Linked DNA regions of Bombyx mori: region 1 is linked to region 2. The links are chromatin contacts, called in public Hi-C maps. All regions are on one chromosome and are shown on one strand. The core of a region is the stretch at or near the end of the contact, and the rest is flanking DNA. Distances in the headings are between cores, read along the strand shown.

The links. Hi-C and Micro-C count contacts between places; a contact is called where the count stands out from the background.
Region 1: a contact with region 2 is called in a Hi-C map of middle silk gland, with 1.6 times the contacts expected there. The contact joins two enhancer-like sites. A contact is called at or near these places in 3 of 7 Hi-C or Micro-C datasets (middle silk gland and whole pupa).

Annotation. Positions count from the first base shown.
Region 1 is chr24:7,319,585-7,323,388 of ASM3026992v2, forward strand. The region is part of intron 4 of LOC101741339 (ribosomal protein S6 kinase alpha-5); the gene reads left to right. Among protein-coding and RNA genes, the nearest start is that of LOC134201255, 52 kb to the left of the region's middle. Within about 2 kb of position 1,622, at least 1 of the 8 cell types and tissues checked has open chromatin away from gene starts, as enhancers often do.
Region 2 is chr24:7,281,254-7,284,993 of ASM3026992v2, forward strand. The region is part of intron 1 of LOC101741339 (ribosomal protein S6 kinase alpha-5); the gene reads left to right. Among protein-coding and RNA genes, the nearest start is that of LOC134201255, 14 kb to the left of the region's middle. Within about 2 kb of position 1,993, at least 3 of the 8 cell types and tissues checked have open chromatin away from gene starts, as enhancers often do.

The DNA.
Region 1 (3,804 bases), core at 372-2,871, 38 kb after region 2:
GGGTGGGGCAGCCGTTGTAACTAACTTGAGACCTTAGAACTTATATCTCAAGGTGGGTGGCGCATTTACGTTGTGGATGTCTATGGGCTTCAGTAACCACTTAACACCAGGTGGGCTGTGAGCTCGTCCACCCATCAAAGCAATAAAAAAAAAAACTTCAATATATGTTACTTTCATTTTCATTATTACTCTTAAAATAAACATTAAATGTATATTAATATAATACCTAAGAGACCTATAAAAAATTCTGTGCGCCGGCTTTCTAAAAGTATCTTAGCGAGTGCCGAAAGGGAAAACCCCCTACCTATTCGCTGGTAGCCTAAGAGACTATTCCAGCTACGCCCGGACGCGCAGGTGAGCTCACGGGCTCAACCTGAGAGAATTTTCTAACACTAGCCCTAGCAAGAACAGTGCTTTGCAGAATCTACCATCGGATCGGAATCGCGACCCACTGAAAAGATCCGACGAGAAACTCAGTGGGCGGTGCCGAGTGAACGCACTCCAAGGGTCAGACATCTAGAAATATAGGTTTGGTACAGATATTTGTCGAAATACGTTGAACGATCCAGCAGCTTAGATACTGAAAAAGGTCAACAGACAGATTTTTATCTTTTATTCTGGTTGTTAATCCTGGAACCGCAACATGAATACTGAAATCTACGTTGTGACATTAGATGCGAATGTCTCTTCGTCTCTGCGCTCTTATAGCTGTTTAATTCACAGGACAAATTTCTATTGTCTGAAGTCTGCCCATCTAAATGAACAGTTTTTAAAGGTAACAACAATATTGTTCTCTAAATAAATCACAACACTAGCCCCTACGTCTATTGTTAGCGATCAACTAATTGGCGATGATGTACTACATGTTTTAGTGCCAAATAAGCTAATATACAGCTCGTTGTATAAATTATCCTATATCCCAATATTTTAAAGATGCCGACGGTCTATTAAGGTTCGCGGGGATCCGCTGGATGCAAGCAGAACAGGACCGATCTTTGTGGCGAGGCTTGGCGAGGCCTATGTCCAACAGTGGACCTCTGTGGGCTGATAGAATAGAATAATAAAGCTTTATGTTTCTTAACAGTACTAGAGTGTGATTAAAGTGTTTTCGTTGACTGGTACGAGAATCTCCGGAGACGAAATGTCTCATCCAAAATCTCAAATGCCTTTGTAATGAATTATATTTAATTAGCGACCCGCCCTCGCTTCGCTTCGGAAACTGTAATTTGTTATTGATTTGTCCACTATTTAATGGATGTTATAATACATATAAACCTTCCTCTTCAATCACTCTATCTATTAAAAAAACCACATCAAAATCAGTTGCGTAGTTTTAAAGATTTAAGCATACATAAGGACAGAGAAAGCGACTTTGTTTTATACTATGTAGTGATACTATTAAGGTATCGTTCAAAGACCTGCCTTTCGGGCCCTATGAAATGTATTCGGTTTCCAAGGATATTCCAAAAGTGCCGTGTGAACGCACTTTGAGGGTAGAAACACAGGGTCAGAGGTCAGAGGTCACATTTAACCTTGATCGTTCTTCACCAGGACGTTCCCTTCGGGGTTAAGGACGTTCTCAAGTTCGCTTCGAAATGCCTCACTTTGAATAAACAGGGGTCTATACGTTAAGTAGGTAGAGAGGATATAAATAGTCGCCGTGGCGTAATGGATGTGACCGTGTACTCTTATCGACCGATTCTATAATGCCGGTATTCAAATCTAGTAATTAGGTACCGTTTTTTCTAAGGCCGTAAGCACTTAACATGTGATCACATGAAGGATATTCACGATGAAGGAAAAACCGCGGGCTATGATTAATGAAACCTCAAAATTTTGTAAATTTTGCGCAATTACCGGTGTGCCCTATTCTGTTATTGTAAGCCCTCAACGTCAACGTTCTCGTCGAACCCTTTGCTTGCGACGAAGGGCTCGGCGAGTAAATTAACCCATAGACACAGCCCACTGAGTTTCTTGCCGGATCTTCTCAGTGGGTCGCGTTCCGATCCAGTGGTAGATTTTGCGAAGCACGACTATTGCTAGGGTTCGTGTTAGCAACGTCGTCATGTTTGAGCCACGTGAGCTCACCTAGTTATTTTTAGTCTCGCCTGTTTTCAATATCTTCATAATCAAGATCTCCATAATAATTAAATAAAACCAAAAATGTTATAAATAAAATGAATTTAAACCTTGTAGCGTCAGTGATTACGGTCGATGTTCGGTCATTTGGCGAATATTATTATAGTTTAAATCGGTGATTTTTCTGAAAACGTTACTTCGATTCTATGTAGCGTTCGGTGTACAGATTGCACGTAACCGTGTGAACATATATTATTGAACAATTAAATTAAAATGCGCCTATAAAACGATTCTATCGCAATAAAATCTTATTTTAACTATTTCATTCATAATGATATTTTATTATAAGGAAGCAATAACAAAACTAAGGAAATATTTTATTGATTGTGTTATAAGAAACAATGGAAGATTAATATAATATATTATTATACCTAATGGTTTCAAATCTATGCTCGTTATGCTCAGAATCACATTTTTATGGTACATAATATAATAATTGTAAATAGACGTGCTTTAACAAAAACCGACTTCAAATAGAAAAAAAAAAGATATTCCAAAACATATTAATATACTCTAAAAAAACAATAATCATCGAAATCGCTTGGCGTGATATTGAGTTATTCATCTATTAGTCGCGCACGTACTTAATGCGAATTTAGGCCTTATATGGCATTCTCATGGATACCATTATATGACTAATTTGAACTAAATTAAAATGGGACCACACGGGAAGCGTCAGCTTTCTAATAAAAACGAATCATCAAAATCGACTCACCCAGTCAAAGGTTATGAGGTAAAAAACATTTAAAAAAAATGAATGTTTCAAAGTTTTCATTCGAATGTTTCAAGGAATTTACTTCAAGCACAACGCAGAACTTAGGAAACACAAAATAAAGATTCAAATTATGAAAAAAAAAAAACTTTTCAATTACTTATATACAAAATAAAAAACAAAAATTTCTAATCTATACGCTATAAGATAAATAGTCCTTGAATAGTTAGTAATGGTATTGCAGACGAGGAAAAGCATAAAAGAAAACATATTTGTGTGTTACCTAAACGTATTTTTCGTCTGTCGTATTTTTTTAAGAGTTCCGATTTTTTTATTTCATTTTATTCCACATTTTTGAGCTCTTTTTATTTTTAGTTAATAAGTTTTTTTATCACAACAATCGTCCACATCACAAACATTTCGCTATAATCTGAGTTGAGAAAATAAGACATCCTCTTATATGAGTCGTCTATTATCAAAGGTGGCAATCTGCGCATTTGGACAAAAAAAATTTATTGATATGTCAATACAGATTGATTTGAATATAATCGTCTCCTTCAAAGAATACGGTTCAAAACCTGCATTAAATAAAGGTTAATAGTTAACCTGTTATTTATCTAAGATGTCGTTCCGAAGAGTTTTGTGACTGCCAATGGAATACAAAGTCAATAATTCGTTTTTCTGATTTACCAATCATTGTCCAAAAGTCAGATTGCCGGCTTTGATAATAGTCGACTCATATACCAAGTCCACAATCGATACGACTCTAATGACAACACCGCATTTAAGTTCATCAAAAGATTTGGACTGTAGAGTGTGCCAAAGAATAAGACATACGCGCGAAAGACATTACCCTATTTCGGCAGTCGGATGAATAACATATTTAGATGAAATTGACTGACTAATATTATTAGCTTTTTTTTTTATACGATTAGAAACTTTAATTTTTTAAT
Region 2 (3,740 bases), core at 743-3,242:
CTAAATTTCTATTTATTAAATAAACAACAGTTTTCCTTATTTATTCTAAGTGCCCTCAGATTAAATACAGGGTCCGTTAAGTCTGGACTTAAATAAAGTTATAAATAATACAATAACTAGTATGCTTTCTATAGTGTTCCAGGATATTTTTTTTAAATATTGAACTATCATTATTGTTCTCATAAAGCCACTGGCAGACCATTCAGTAAATATGGTAGCCTTCTTTTAAGTATCTAGGACACCCAGTTTCAAAGAAAATAAAATTAATATTGTTTCTTGCGCATAATTAATTGCTTCAAATGTCATTGACTAAGTCATTTATGACTAGCACTGTTGACTGAATTAAAAATAATAACATACTAAACTATGTACTATTTTAAATAGATTAAGTACATTATATTTACTAAATTATATAAATATAGAATAACTGTTTGTAACTTTAACTTTCTGAGTGTGGCTCTGTTTATATCTTAACCTCACTTAAGGGGTGACAGATTTTAACCCACCTAATCCTAGTGAGTGGGATATCACTATAGTAATTATAAGTAAGTAGGTAAAACTTATCTATCAGCCGACACTGGCCCAAGTGAAAACACTTATCTAAAACTCGTAAAATTAAAAAATTGTGGTCATTTAGAATAACCGACAAACATTTTAAGCTGGTTCAATTTTACATTATGTTCTAGCAGTTATTTTGTATAGTCAATACGAGGACGTAAAAAAAAATTTGGCCGTTCCATAATATTTTAGATTTTTTTAGTGATGTATATCAACATAGATTTAGAAAAGGGTAAACCTTGAGATTCTTGAAGATTCGTCTCAGTCAGGAAACTGTACTCTGACTGGTGCTTAAGTTTTGAAAGCGTCTGTGGTTTAGGCCTGCTTGAATAAAAAATATCCTGATTTTGATTCGGAGTGAAAAAATTTACTTTAAATTATTGTCATCCATTTTCTTGTTTAGATAGTTTACATATATTTCTATATACGCATGTTCCTTTTTATGTCAATAAAAATGCTTTGTAATTATTGTTGCAAATGTATGAAAAAAATATAATAACATTAACCTCCATGTAGATACATGAGTAAGGCAAATTAATTAGCATAAATTTCCTTTTTTCTAAATTAAAAACTTACCTTATTATCAAGCAAGAAAAACGAACAGCATCTGATATTTTCATTCTTTTGGTATTTGAAAATTCAAATTTCAGTGTGTAAATGTTTATTATAACAATATGCGAATCGGGTAAACATTAAAAACGGATTTGGTAGTAATTAGTAAAAGAAACACTGAAAGAAGTAACAGAAAAAGTTCCTTCCTATAGCACGTTTTTTATTTTTTTATTGCCCTTGTAGGCATACGGCCCACCTAATGGTGAGTGCTTACCGGCTACCGCACCCTTCGAACCGAAACGCATTACTGCTTCACGGCGGAAATAGGCGGGGTGGTGGTACCTACCCGTGCGGACTCACAAGAGGTCCTACCACCAGTGATTACGCAAATTATAATTTTGTGGGTTTGATTTTTATTACACGATGTTATTCCTTCACCGTGGAAGTCAATTGTGAACATTTGTTGAGTACGTATTTCATTAGAAAAATTGGTACCCGCCTGCGGGATTCGAACACCGGTGCATCGCTTCAACACGAATGCACCGGACGTCTTATCCTTTAGGCCACAACGACTTCGAACTGGTTCATTAACTGTTTAATATCTGTGAAAGTGCACAAATTTGGGAAAATGAAACAAAACCGCAGAACGTAACTTCTCGGGATCCTCCAAAAAGTCCGCTGAAAAAATCTCAGTAAATGACTACCGTTTTACTGAGATTATATTTCATCTCTTAACATCTCATTTCATTTCATAATTTCAATTTTTCGTATAAAAAAGTTTTTATTCAAATTAAAATAAGACTTGACCTAAAGGTCTTAGTTACCAGGTCATAATATCCCATAAATAAATATATGTTATCAGTGGCATTGCGTCACCGGCGAATTTCGTGTGACTCAGATAGCCGTCAGATCCACATGATCGCGTTTCCAACTTGTCGTTAAGAACAGTATGTACGTCAAGCACGAAAATCAATCGAATTTGTAAAGTAAATGTATCGAGTACTCGATACGAAAACGGATCGTTACATTAGACAGTAGCACTCGATAGCCAGCCAGCCTTCGAGATTTACCTTTACCGTATGTCAAAACAATTTTCGTGCTCTCGATTATGAGTACAAGTTTCGAGTTTTGAAAACGTGACGATACGATCTATACTAATATATAATATTATAAAGAGGAAAGATTTGTTTGTTTGTTTGTTTCGAATAGGCTCCGAAACTACTGGACCGATTTGAAAAATTCTTTTTCCATTAGAAGCCGACATTGTCCCTGATGAACATAGGCTACTTTTTTTTAAATTTTTTTTATTTTTGTTTTATTTGTTTTCATGTGTGTTTTAATGTTTCCGAAGCGAAGCGAGGGCGGGTCGCTAGTCCTGAAATAAAAGTAAGCAACATTCATTCGTGCTGCTAAAATTGTTTCTTCTTACGGCTGTAGCTGTATTTCAATAAAAACAATATTGTTTCTATTGAAATACAGCTAACCGTGTTATAACACGGTAAATACGTTCCTGCAAAGTTCCGTGTTGTGCGAAACCGCGTTATATGGGACTAGAAGCCGGTACAAATTTGAGAGCAATTTTTAGCAGTCAAAGGTTAACAAAATCTACAAAGATAATAATATGACACCTCAAATTCTTAAGTCAAAAAACGTAACTCATAATCATTATAATATAAGTAACAATACCACTAACTTTTTCATTGTAATTTATGTAACGGCTTTCCCCGCCCTATAAACAGGAACGCATGACTGCTCCGTGACAGTAATAGGCATGATAGCGGTGCTTACCTGTGCGAGCCTACAACATACCTTACCGCCGATAACGCAAATTTATTAATTTTTATTAATTTGATTTTTTTATTTATATTTATTTAAAATCTTATTAATTACACAATATTAAATTAGATTTATTAAAAAGATTAAAAATTAGATTTATTAATTATTAAAAAAGATATTAGAAATACAATTTTTAATAGATTGCTCCTGATGGCGGTGTCTACGACACAAGCCACCAGTGGTTAGGACTACAGAGTGAGAAACCTCCTCACAATGCGTGCGGTATCGAGGGTAACTGCTTTCTGTATTTAGGCCCTTGACCCAGCTGGATAACGAAAGTTTCTTAAGCTGTTGATCGAGACTTTTCGCTATCAAGTCGTGTACCGACACAACTATTGGAACAATGATGGTTGAATGAATATGCCACATAGCGGTAGTCTCGTGAGCCAGGTCTAAATTTAATTTTATTAATTACTAGCTGACCCGGCTGACTTCGTAGTGCCTCAATCGATAAATAAAAGATCTAAATCTAAACTTTTGTATAAAATAAACTTAAAACAAACAAAAGGAATCCGTTCGATGGAGGATACATCAAAGGAAAAACAAAATTGTTATTTTTATTTATTTCCGAGCATTTTCATATTTATCTACCTTTTAAACCTTATCTGGACTTCCACACGTAATTCAAGACCAAAATTAGCCAAATCGGTCCAGCCGTTCTCGAATTTTAGCCAGACTAACGAACAGCAATTCATTTTTATATGTTAAAGTATGAATTCATTCATACACCGTATCGAATAGTTGTGGAGGATCACCAAGCAGACACCTATAGAGAGGAAGATACTTATGCGGAA